Regions from separate parts of the Sus scrofa genome. Here region 2 is linked to region 1. A link is a contact called in public promoter capture Hi-C data. All regions are on one chromosome and are shown on one strand. The core of a region is the stretch at or near the end of the contact, and the rest is flanking DNA. Distances in the headings are between cores, read along the strand shown. Region 1 holds the start of IL20 (interleukin-20). Region 2 holds the start of FCMR (fas apoptotic inhibitory molecule 3).

The links. Promoter capture Hi-C pulls out the DNA fragments that hold promoters and counts their contacts.
Region 2: a contact with region 1 is called in a promoter capture Hi-C map of liver, with 2.3 times the contacts expected there. The contact joins the promoter of FCMR here to the promoter of IL20 in region 1. A contact is called at or near these places in 1 of 5 promoter capture datasets (liver) and 3 of 47 Hi-C or Micro-C datasets (alveolar macrophages, blood and embryonic fibroblasts).

Annotation. Positions count from the first base shown.
Region 1 is chr9:67,496,477-67,502,238 of Sscrofa11.1, forward strand. IL20 (interleukin-20) reads left to right here and starts at 2,312. Exons shown (of 6, transcript XM_021102700.1): 1 at 2,312-2,418; 2 at 2,421-2,494; 3 at 2,735-2,800; 4 at 2,916-3,068; 5 at 3,900-3,974; 6 at 5,011-5,634. The coding sequence starts at 2,337. The coding sequence ends at 5,088.
Region 2 is chr9:67,543,527-67,549,288 of Sscrofa11.1, forward strand. FCMR (fas apoptotic inhibitory molecule 3) reads right to left here and starts at 2,915. Exons shown (of 8, transcript XM_003130453.5): 1 at 2,705-2,915. The coding sequence starts at 2,741.

The DNA.
Region 1 (5,762 bases), core at 1,062-3,561:
ACTCCTAGAAGACCAGAAGCAGCAGTGCTTCCTGAACTCAGGTAAGAGAACTCCCTACCTGCTACACCGTTCACACACTTCTGGGGATCAGCCCAGTTCTCCCAGTCGTTTACTCAGGGGTGTTCAGGGTCATGTCTAAAGGATCCCTTTCCATTAGGACAAGATATTCTGGAGGATGGGGAATTATCATGTTTATTTTTGTACTCCAGTACCTAGCATGATATTCAAGACGGGGGGTACTCAATAAATGATAAATTGTTGAATATGAGATATATTTACCATACACCCACTATGTTCAAGGCAACTCACATCATTCTCTATTTCAAATGAATCGATCACTCTACTGGGTGCTTGGTGTATAAATCATTCATCATTTTATTTACATGTCAAAACAAATTTCTGGGGTAAGTTTAAGTCTCACCATCTGGGGGCTAAGAAAACAAAACTCCGAGAGGTGAGCAGGCTTGTCCAAGATCACATAGATGGAGAGTGACTAATTCAGGCAGATTTACCCGTGACTTTTCTAGTTTAAAAAGTGAAAGTCCTACATCTTGGATTGCACCCCCCACCCCAAGTCCTGGGAAAACTGGGATAACCTACATCGATGGGGACTTGTAGAGCAGGCGTTTGGACTTAATTCTCAAACCCAGAGGTCTGATACTCTTGGGCTTGGCTTTCTACATGTGCAGCATTCCAGGTCGACACCAATGTAAAGTATACCTAGCCTATTACCTGGCATGTAGGAAAAAAAACAGTAAGCGGTAACGATTATTAATGTATGCTGTGCCAATCCATACTGAAGCTTAAGACAAAGGGGAAAGATCCACGTATCGATCGATTGATCGATCGATCTACCTATCTATCTATCTATTTATATATTGTTTTTATTATTTTATGTATGTTATATGTTTTTATTATTTTATTTAATAAAATAGTATGTTCTATTATTTTATATAATAAAACAATATGTTTTTATTATTTTGTATAATAAAATAATACACGTTTTTATTATTTTCTATATGTTATGTGTTTTTATTATTTTATGTATGTTACTATATATGTTTTTATTATTTTATGTATGTTACTTTTTCCAGGACTTTAAAGTAGTTGAAAATCATTAAAAAAAGGAAAAGCATCTGTATTGCAACTCATATTATTGTTAATTTTAAATATGTTATTTATGTCTCAAACAGAACTGATTATAATTTTACTTTCTGGGTTATAAGGGAAGAAAACTCATCACTAATATTTTCGTTAATTTTGACACCACATTGAATTATTATTTATCTTGATTTTTGTCCCCTTAAATTTTGTACCTGAGTACTTCACTCTCTTCTTCCTACTCTCAGCTCATTATCATTTGATCTTAAAACCCAGCAGATACTATAAAGTGACCTTTTACAGAGCAAGCCTCTCCCCAAGAAGAAATGAGTTCTCTTCTACCTTTCTTCGCCTCCTTTCGGGATCACTTAAGTGATCTTTCATCTGAATTAGGCTAGGAAAGTGCATACTCTTGGATTAGTCCTATGTGTGCTTGACTACAGTCTTCCTGCAGAGGGCACTGTGGAGTCCAGACACCTCAAGAGGGTGGGGAAGAGTTGGGTGGAATCAGGCTGATTGCCCATGAGAACTTGCCTTTCCCTGGCAGATGGATTGTTATGAAACCAGTGACTTTCTATTTGCCTTTGGGGCTGAAATAAATTTGTAATCCCCAAATAACCAATCTGATCTTAGACAAATGCCAAATATAGCTAAGCTCCTCTGCTCTGGGGATGGCCAGATAATCCAGACATTTGCCCTAAATGGCTCAGCCACAGTTTCTATGAGGTTGTGTTTTCCCCCAGTCCCCTGAGAGTCCAGGGGGACCAGAAGCGGGAGCTGCATTGGCATTCTGGAAGGGAAGACTGTATACGTCAATTCCCCAAAACAAGTTTTGACATTTTCCCCGAAATGTCATCCTCTATCTACTCACTGCAAGTGCCTGCTGCTTCAGGTTTTACGTGCTGGGCAATGACAATGAGGTTGGGATGGGGACAGAATAAAGGAGCCAGGGGCTATAGCACCAGCTCATACTTGGTCCCTGAACAAGCATTTGAAGGCTTCTCTTCCAGAAGGCTCAGCAGCATTTCATAGTAAGTTAGATGAATGGGCCAGACAGTCTGAAGCCAGATAAAGCTATTAGGTTTCACCAGGAGACACTGGGGATGAGGGGGTTGTGGGGGGAGGCACTCCTTGGTGACTGGATTGGTTTCTTAAGGCCTGAAAATGGGAAATCATTAAGTCATGCTCTTTCCTTTGAATTCCTAGCTCTTGTGGTCTCCAGATTTTGGCACAAGATGAACCGCTCTGGTCTTCCCCTCTGCCTTCTCTCTGCTGTGTTTTATCTCTTTTGGACACCTTCTGCCGGGCTGAAGACACTCATTTGGGAAGCTGTGTAATCACCGCAAACCTGCAGGGAATTCGAAATGGATTTTCAGAGATACGGGACAGTGTGGTAGGTGTGGGAGGCACTCTCCCTTTCTCTACATGTTTTTCTCTGTCACCCAGCAGTGTGATTACATAGGAGGCAGGCGGGGAATGCGTTCCCAGGAAACAACTGTAGTTCCTAATTTAAAAGGGTTTTGGAGATGGACTCTGCCCACTGGGTTGTGGCAGAAGGGGATGGAAAGCCTTGACGTCTAAGATTCTGGCAGCCGTCACTGACCTGTAATTTCTTGTCTTGCCTTCTGTTTAGCAAGCCAGAGATGAAATCATTGACATCAGAATCTTGAAGAAGACTCAGTCTTTGCAAGACACAAAGGTAAGTGCTTGGTCCATGTGAGTTCTGGGAGGAAATATGAGTCTGGGAGGGGGGCATCTCAATCACCCCTGTCCCTGGCCCCATCCTCCCCCACAACATCTGGTCTTCTTTGTAGCCTGCAGATCAGTGCTGCCTCCTTCGCCATATACTGAGGCTCTACCTGGATAGGGTATTCAAAAACTATCAGACCCCTGACCACCATGTCCTCCGGAAGATCAGCAGACTCGCCAACTCTTTTCTTACCATCAAGAAGGACCTCCGGCTCTGTGTGAGTAAGGGTCATGGGTAAAATGACCCATCTCAGCACATAGCTTCAAGGACTTAGCAATTAGGCGCATTCTTAGCTCCACGTAGTGGATAGAAAACTGAGTCCAAGAATTCTAAGAATCTGTGTTGAGCCATGTGACTAGGCTATAAGAACTCAGTTATATTCACTTTGGTGGCAACATTTTATTTTATTTTTTTATTAAAATATTGTTGATTCACAGTGTGTGCCAATTTCTGTACAGCAAAGTGACCCGGTCATACATATATGTACACATACATTGCCTTTCTTATATTATCTTTCATCGTGGTCTATCTCAAGAGACTGGATAGAGTTCCCATGTTCACTTTTGGATAAATGCTCCATGAAAAATGTCTCAAGAGCTATTTTATGTCACTGATGATTACCTGGTATCCATGAAATTATGCTTCTTCTGTAGGCAAGCTATCCTATGGTGTACTAGTGCATCCTATGTCCAGGCAACTCATCAGCAGACCACAGGACTGAATATCAAGATAGGACCCAGGGATCCAGTTCTCTCTTCCAGGGGCTTTCTGGAGGGAATTAGACTAGAATTGGGCGGAGGTGCAGAACAGGTGGGATACAGTAATCAGAAATATCTTCCAGTGCTGCCTGTTTCTAGAAAGAAGAAATGAGCTCCATATTTGAACCAAAAAAGCTGGCTTCCTCTTCCAGCTGATGACTAGTTCAACAGTCCCAAATAATAAGGTCTGAAAGGACTTTTGTAGGTGAAAGAATAGAATGCCTACCTATGGCAAGGGCAGAAAATCAGCATCTTTAATATAATCTATCATTCTTTGGTATTCTTTTCAGCATGCCCGTATGACTTGCTCTTGTGGGGAGGAAGCAATGGAGAAATATGGCCAGATAATGAGTCACTTCGAAGAGGTATGTGCAGTTTTGGCCTTGATTGGGATGAGGATGTTTTTAGAACTGAGATCATAGAGGGGTGGGATGGGCACTCATACTCAAAGAAATCCTACAGCCCCCAGGTTAATCGCTCTCTGAGCTCACATGGCCCATCCCTCTGGTTTTACTCAAGGAATACTCATTCAGGCTCTAGAAGAGTATTACCTCTGAAAGATCCTCTGGGAATCAAGAAGGAATAGCCATGATTCCATCAAGTCACTTCAGACACATCTGGACCTTCCAGCTATACAAACAAGAGGCAATTGTGTTCCGACATTCGCACACTTATCCATACCCTCAAAACAGTGGTTCACAATTTCACACAGGCCCACACCATGATGTTTCTCACCTCAATGCCTTTGCACATCTGCCAGGAAGGCCAGAGTCCTTTCTTCACTCACTAATTCCTACGCATCCTTTAACACTCAGCCTAGGCATCACCTCCAGGAAGGGTACTGTCTGCCTCCCTTGGAGTCAGGTGCCTCCTTGCCATCCTGTAGCGATTCTCTCATCTATTCACCACACTACATTTTAATTCCCCACTTTTATTTTTCCCCCTCAATTGATTATACATGCCCTGTGGCCAATGGCGGTGCTATTCATCTCTGAATCCCTAGCCAGCCAAATGTCTAGCACAATACGTATTTATTCAACTGAAGGATGCACAGTAGGCACACACACACACATGCACGTGCACGCACACACACACAGAAACACACATCTTGCTTTCAAAAACAGCCCACGTGATTCAATAGGCTTGGATTGTGGTCCCAATTTTGGTACCCACCCTGGGGTCTCAGTTTCCTGGTGTAAAACTGGGGTGATGGACTCAATGATTTTCCTTCCTCTTGTGAGATCTTGAGGTTCCATTATGTCCTGGAAGCTTTTCATTTTGGAAAAAAAAAAATGCTCTGCTGACAAGCCCCAACAGATCTACCAGTGAAAGGAGAGGATTAACTTGGAGCCCATGTTGTCTCTTCATGAGCTGCTCATCACTTCACTTTGTGTCTTCCAGCTTCAGCCTCAGGCAGCAGTGGTGAAGGCTCTGGGGGAACTAGACATTCTCCTGCAATGGATGGAGGAGACAGTCTAGGAGGAAAGTGATCTCGGCCAAGACTCCCAGGCTTTGCACCCATGGAGGCGTGACTCCCAACCACCATCTCTTTGTTATGTAACTTAGTGCTGGTCACCATGTATATTATTTATTTATTATTTGTTTCCTTAGTGTAGTTGTCTTCATGTGTTTCTACTGTTAATCCAGAGCACAGTTTTTAAGATTTTCATAATATCTTTTCTACTGTTGAATGTATTTATTAGCTAATATATTTATTTATTTTTGCTATTTAACTTATTTATTTTTGTATTCAAAGATAAGACTTTTAAAAACAACTCACAGATTGTATTTATAACCTGACTAGAGCAGGTTTTTCGTATGGTAAACAAACCCTCTAAATTCTAGAGGAATGGCTAGAATTTGATTAAGGATTACTGACTGCTGATGCTCTATGAGACATTAAAGACTCGACCAATGGCTGCCCAGGGCGGGTTGTGGAAGAGGAAGTTCTGACATGAAATTATAGCCTTGTCTTACAAGTACTGACCACTCCTACTCAACTCCCAGCCCCCAAACTGCTGTATCTTCTGGCTATGGAATCCCGTGTAGCCAGAATGTATTTTTACAAATAAAGTTTTCTTTGCGTAATGTCTGCTTGGAGTTTGAAAATGCTTCCGGGGCAGAAGCAATGGTGGGAATGAGCTTCAATCTCA
Region 2 (5,762 bases), core at 1,665-4,164, 48 kb after region 1:
TGTGTAAGACTCTTACGGGGGAACTTGCTAGGATGCAGATGACCTGGTCCTACCCTTAGGCCTGGTGATTATATCTGTCTAGGAGGGGGCCTATGAATCTGCATCTCTTTTTTCTGTTTTTTAAGGCTGCATCTGTGGCATATGGAAGTTCCTGGGCTAGGGGTCGAATCAGAGCTGCAGCTGAGGCCTGCATCACAGCCACAGCAATACTAGATCCGAGCCATATCTGTGACCTATGCTGAAGCTTGTGGCAGCACCAGATCCTTAACCTACCGAGCGAGGCCAGGGATCAAACCTGCATCCTCATGGACACTATGTTGAGCTACAATGGGAACTCTAGCATTCTTCATTAAGCATGCCAGGTGCCCTTGAATTTTTTGCATTTCTTGGCTCTATAACTACATTTCCAAATGATTCCAGGAAAGGAAGGAGTGGAAGGAGGAACCAACCTATTTAATATCATATTGTAGAGGGGCCTCCAAGTACTGTTACTCTTCAAGTTGGTGACTTGATTTTCAGTGGTGATGGTAGGGGACAGGGATGCATGTGGCTTAAAAAGTCACTCTCAATATATAATTGGCTATAAATATATGTTTGGAACCCTGAGCTGTGGTCCCAAGTGGATGTCCACTCTGGAACATGGCTATGTAGGGAGAAAATGGCCCCCGGTTTCCTGGCTCCAGCCTTTGGTCTATCTCCCTTCTGTTCTCATCCCTGGCTCCTCCCTGCACCATAGAGCATCCTGGTATATACATGGTGATGACCCAGCTTGCTTGTACAAGCTCCATCCACCTCCCTCCCAAACAACCACTTGTATCTACCCTTTTAGAGTCCAAGCATCACCCAGGATAGAAGACTCAGGATAGAGTCTCACACAGTCATTGAAAGTGGGTCCAGAGTCTTTTGGAGAGGGAATTGGGGTCTAGAAGAGGGGTTGTGGGTGGAGGCTTAGGGTGGGCACATCCTTTTGGGCCTTGAACTCCTCCCCTGTGGATGGGCACCAATGGAGAAGGCCCAGGCCCTGAGCAAGGACCTGTCTGGCTTGGCTAGAATGGCCCTATTGCTCAGGACAGACTGTGGTGGTACAGCTTAGGTACCCTTCCCTCCTGGAGATCGTCCATGTCCACCCGATCCCTCTTCTCTCTCAGGCTTATGTTTAGCTAACCATCCACAGGGCTCACTCATGTCCTACTCCCTCTCAGTCTGTTTCTTTGAAACTTCACTCCCTTGGGCTTTTAGGGCTTTCCAATCTTTGACTCAAACATTTGACTCTCTTCCAAAGAAAGCAAGTATGAATAAAAAACCACTTTGGGGATTTCTCTTGTGGCCTAGCAGTTCAGGATCCAGCATTGTCATTGCTGTGGTTCTGGTCACCCCTGTGGCATACGTTCGATCCCTGGCCTAGAAACTTCTGCATGCCTTGGGTGTGGCCAATAAACACAAGATGAAAACAAAAAACTAAACCAAAACACTGCTCAACCCTCAAGAAGCTGACCAATGAATCAATAAAATAAAGTCAACACACCCTGAACCACAAAACAAGGCAGAGAGGAGAGAGATTGGCTGCCAGGGTTCAGAAGAAGGGGCTCTGGAACATATACAAGGAGGGGGAGGTTGAGATGGACTTTGAAAGCCCCCTAAATGGTAGAGACGGAGGAAGGATATTCCTGGGAGAAGGGATGGCATGGGCAAGGGCCTGATGACAGGAAAGTCCAGCGTGTGTTCAAGGACAAGCCTGGTTGGCTAGAGGTTAGGGGAATACAGGGGAGTGTGGTAAGCTCCCTTGTAAAAGGGGAGGCTCAGGGAGGGGTTTGTTTATGGGAGTCGATCCAGTAGGCAGTGGGAGCCGTTGAAGGTTGTTGAGAGGGTGACCCTATGATCAGAGTCAAGATGAAAAAGGTTGATCTGGAGCTCCAGGTGGATCAAGTTGGATGAAGTGGGTGAGACAGTTAAGAGGTGATCCAGTGTTCTTTTCCTTTCTATCCCTTCTGTTACAGCTCTAGTAGGAGCTACCATTGCTCCTTGTCTGGTAAATGTGAAGCTTACCAGGATAAGAAGTTTCTAAACTCTGTGTGCTGGCCATTGATTGGGTCCAAGTCTGGTGGGGGATAAATAGGAAGAGGTCTTAAAAAGCTATTCTGGTGTTTTGCGGCTAATGTCAGAGGTAGTTAAGACAGAGGGAGCTGCTGCTTTGGGTGGTGACCAGTGAGGAATCTGGGGTTAGGTGTTAGGCCTGTTGCACATCTGATCTCAATGGGACATGGAAGGGCCAGTGCCCAGGGCACAGTGGTAAACGGAGACACGGAGCTCAGGAAATGGGTTAGGGCCACCAAACGGGGTGGGGAGTCTTCATTTGGATTGAACTTTGAAAATTCAGGAGTGAAAGAGATCCAAAGAAAGACATGGTAGAGGCAAGCACTTTGGAGGCATTTGCTTTGCGATCTCATCTTAATCGGCTCATAACGTCTGAGAGAGGTGATACCTTCTGCCTGTAGGAGTCAATGCCTGAGGCAAGGAGGAATCTGAGTGGCGTGGAGAGAGAGGAACCTGCTGCAGGTGGAAGGCCTCCACCTTGTCCTGTCCTAGGCACTGGCTCACACAGATCCCTCCAGAAACATCAGAGCTGGGAATACCTGCCTGCTCCCCTCCCTGTGGCCAAGTCAACCCTCAGACAACGTCTGAGGAGGGTCCCCATAGCACTCACCTGGCAGGAAGTACAGTGACCAAAGCCAGAGGTCCATGGCTCCTTTCCAGAACAAGGTCCCATCCAAGGGCCCCTGGAGAGGGGGACGGAGACCCACTGCTCACTGGGGAGCCCTTTGTGATGTGAAGCTTGAAAGAGATTTCTGGCTCCCATGAGGAGCAGGACTTGAAAATGAGGAAGCGACAACCCACCTTGTTTGCTTACGAGTCAGACTTTAAAAAGAAAAAAAAAAAAAAAAAAGAAGACATGAGCAAACCACAGCGGAAGTCAGGAACTGAGAAAACATGTTGTGTTGAGCGAGCAGGGGTCACCAGGTCCAGGGGACCCCAGGGCTGCTTCTAGAGACTCTTAGAAACTGCCAGGCCTGTGAGTTCTTTGCCATGGAGGGTCCTCCCATGCTTTACATGGGCTGGAGCTTTGTGCCTGTCTGCAGGGTACAAGAGCTTCCTTGTCAATTTCCTCCATCTGAGCAAGGCTGTTGGGACAGACACTGGGGCCTGAGGTCCAGAAGTGCTGGTTTGACAAATGCTTTTGAGCCTCTAGTGGGTAGAAATACTATGCATTTTGAGCCATTCCACTCCCTTTCTCTGAGCCCAGATTCCTTTATGTGGAAAATGAAGGTGGCCCTAGATCCCCGACATCGCTTCTGCAGACATCGTGGCCGGGGTCCTAACGCAGCTCGTGCCACCTCAGATCAGCCACCGCTCATCTCCCCCAACTGTCTCCCTCAGGTGTTGCCCTCTGGCAGGGATCCGGGCCCGGTCCGGAGACCACAGGGGCCATGCCAGCAGAGGGAGTGATGGGTCACTCAGCAACTCTGCCAAAAGTCACAGCAGCCTGGTTCAGCCATCCCTTGGGGCTGAGACATTGAGGGAAGTAGCCACGAGCCCTCCTGGAAGGAGCTCTGGGCCCCTGTGCACAATTCCAGTTCTGGTCCTGGCTTGGCACTTTCTAGCATGGGCCTCAGTTCTCTTCTGGATGCAGTGGGGGTGATGCCCACCCCGCCTCCCTCCCGTGGTGCCCCCGGGGCCCAGCTGAAGCCATGGTCCTGCAGGGGCCCCTTACACGGAGGCTGTTCTGAACCCCTCACACGGAGGCTCTTCCTGGTGAAAGGACTCCCTGGTCCTCATGCCTGGAGGTTGTCCACAGGTCAGTTCCCAGCCCCCCACCCCAAATCCTGTGTCCCCAGGAGACTCAGGCTGTTCCCACGCCTTTCCAGGAGGCTCCTCCAAGCCCCCACGCCCCCCACTCCCCACATTGGTCATGTGCTCACCAAAACACAAGCGACAACATCCGCAGTGGAAGCGGAGTATGAGGCTCAGAACAGGTGTAGAGGAAGCGCGGGTGGCAGCGGGCAGCCTGCCCCCACGCCTTTCTGGGTCCCCACCAGCCGGCAGCTGCAGTTGTAATTTCCTCCAACCACCATCAGCCGAGGTGTTGGGGGGCAGCCTCAGGGCCCCTGTTAGAGTGGGGGACTGTGGTGGAGGAGGAGTCCCATCAGCCTCCACCTTTCCTTACAGCTGCTCCACAGCTGGGCTCTGGGATTTGCTGGACTCAAGGCCTGGCATGCCTTGGAGAGAGAGCGAATAAATGAATGAATGTAATGTGTGTGGGTGAGTGTGGGTGTAAGAGTGAGAGGTAAGGGATGTGTGAGTGATGAGTGGCATATGACCGTGTGTGTCAGTGTGTGAAGCATGTGTCACATGTGACAGTGTAAGGAGTGGTGTGGAGATGTGTTATGTGTGATGGTGTGTGATGCGTGGATTCCTGGTTGTGTATATGCTGTTAGTGAGTGTGTAGTCGTACGTGTGTGTGTGCGTTGTGTGGCTGTGAATGTGGGGTTGAACATGTGTTGTGTGTGGCTGTGAGTGTGTGGTTGTGTGTGGTGTGTAGTTGAGTGTGTGGTATGTGGCGTGTGGACGTGAGTGTATAATTGTGTGGTGTGTCGTTGAGTGTGTTGGGTGTGGTTGTGAGTGTGTGGTGTGTGAGTGTGCACTGCCGTGCATGTGAACGTGGCGATGAAGATGCGTGTCACCTGCGCTGTGGCTGGGTCTGCAGGCAGTGCAGGGGTGTGTGAGATGAGAGTGTGTAGGAGAGATTTTCGCATCATGTGTGGCCCAAAGAAACCTGTAGCAACGTCACACTGGGTTGTTAAGAGCAAGAAACAGGGACTTGAGGACGGTCAGGTGGGTGAATGTCTGGCGCCCGAGGGATCAAAGCCTGCAGATCTGGGCCTGTCCCGTCTGTACCTCCAGGTGTCACCCTTGGGGCTTGAGAGTTGGGCCCCAAGGGAAGACTGACCCCCCGGTCAAATCGCTTGGTGGGAAAAGTGTGCAGTCCTCCCTCTCCTCTCTCCGTCCTTGCCCATCCACGTTGTATTTCTCCTTTCTGACCGACGGGGCCCCTGGCGACCCTGGCGCTCCCACTCTGGGGGAGACCCCCCCGAGGAGCTGCAGTGCACTAACAGGCAGGAACCCTCAGCCTCATGTCCTCTGGGGCCAAGGCTTGGCCAGAGGGAATGAACTCAATGGACAGAATTCAGAGCCCGATGACAGGAAGGTGGAGGGAATAACCAATGCCAGAGAGACTGGGAAGTGCGCTAAGTCCTTTAGGTCAATTCATTTATTCTCTGTAACAACTGAGGTCTCATTAGTCTCCCTCTGTTGCAATTGCAGTGAGAAATGCACTTCTCATGAGATTCTGTGCGGGCAGATGAGGCAGGCCTTACCAAGGGCTGGAATACAGTGGAAGCACCAAAGAGACTACCCTTGTCATCAAGGTGGAGCTTGTCCTCATGGGCTCTCTTTGGTTCTTGCATCACCCTGCTTTGACCTTCCCTGTGGCCAGCTTCCAAAGGGCCATCTCCTGGCCTTTCCAGATGGAGGGCCAAGACCCTCAGGTGGCTTTGGCCATGACCCAACATTGTTCCCCAGGGACAGACTTTGAGAGGCCCCTGCCTGCCGGACTCACTAGGGAGCCCGCCAGGTAGAGGCACCTGGCTCAGCATCCTGCAGTTCCCTCTTTCTGAGAACTTGGACCACAGGCTTGCCTGCCTCCG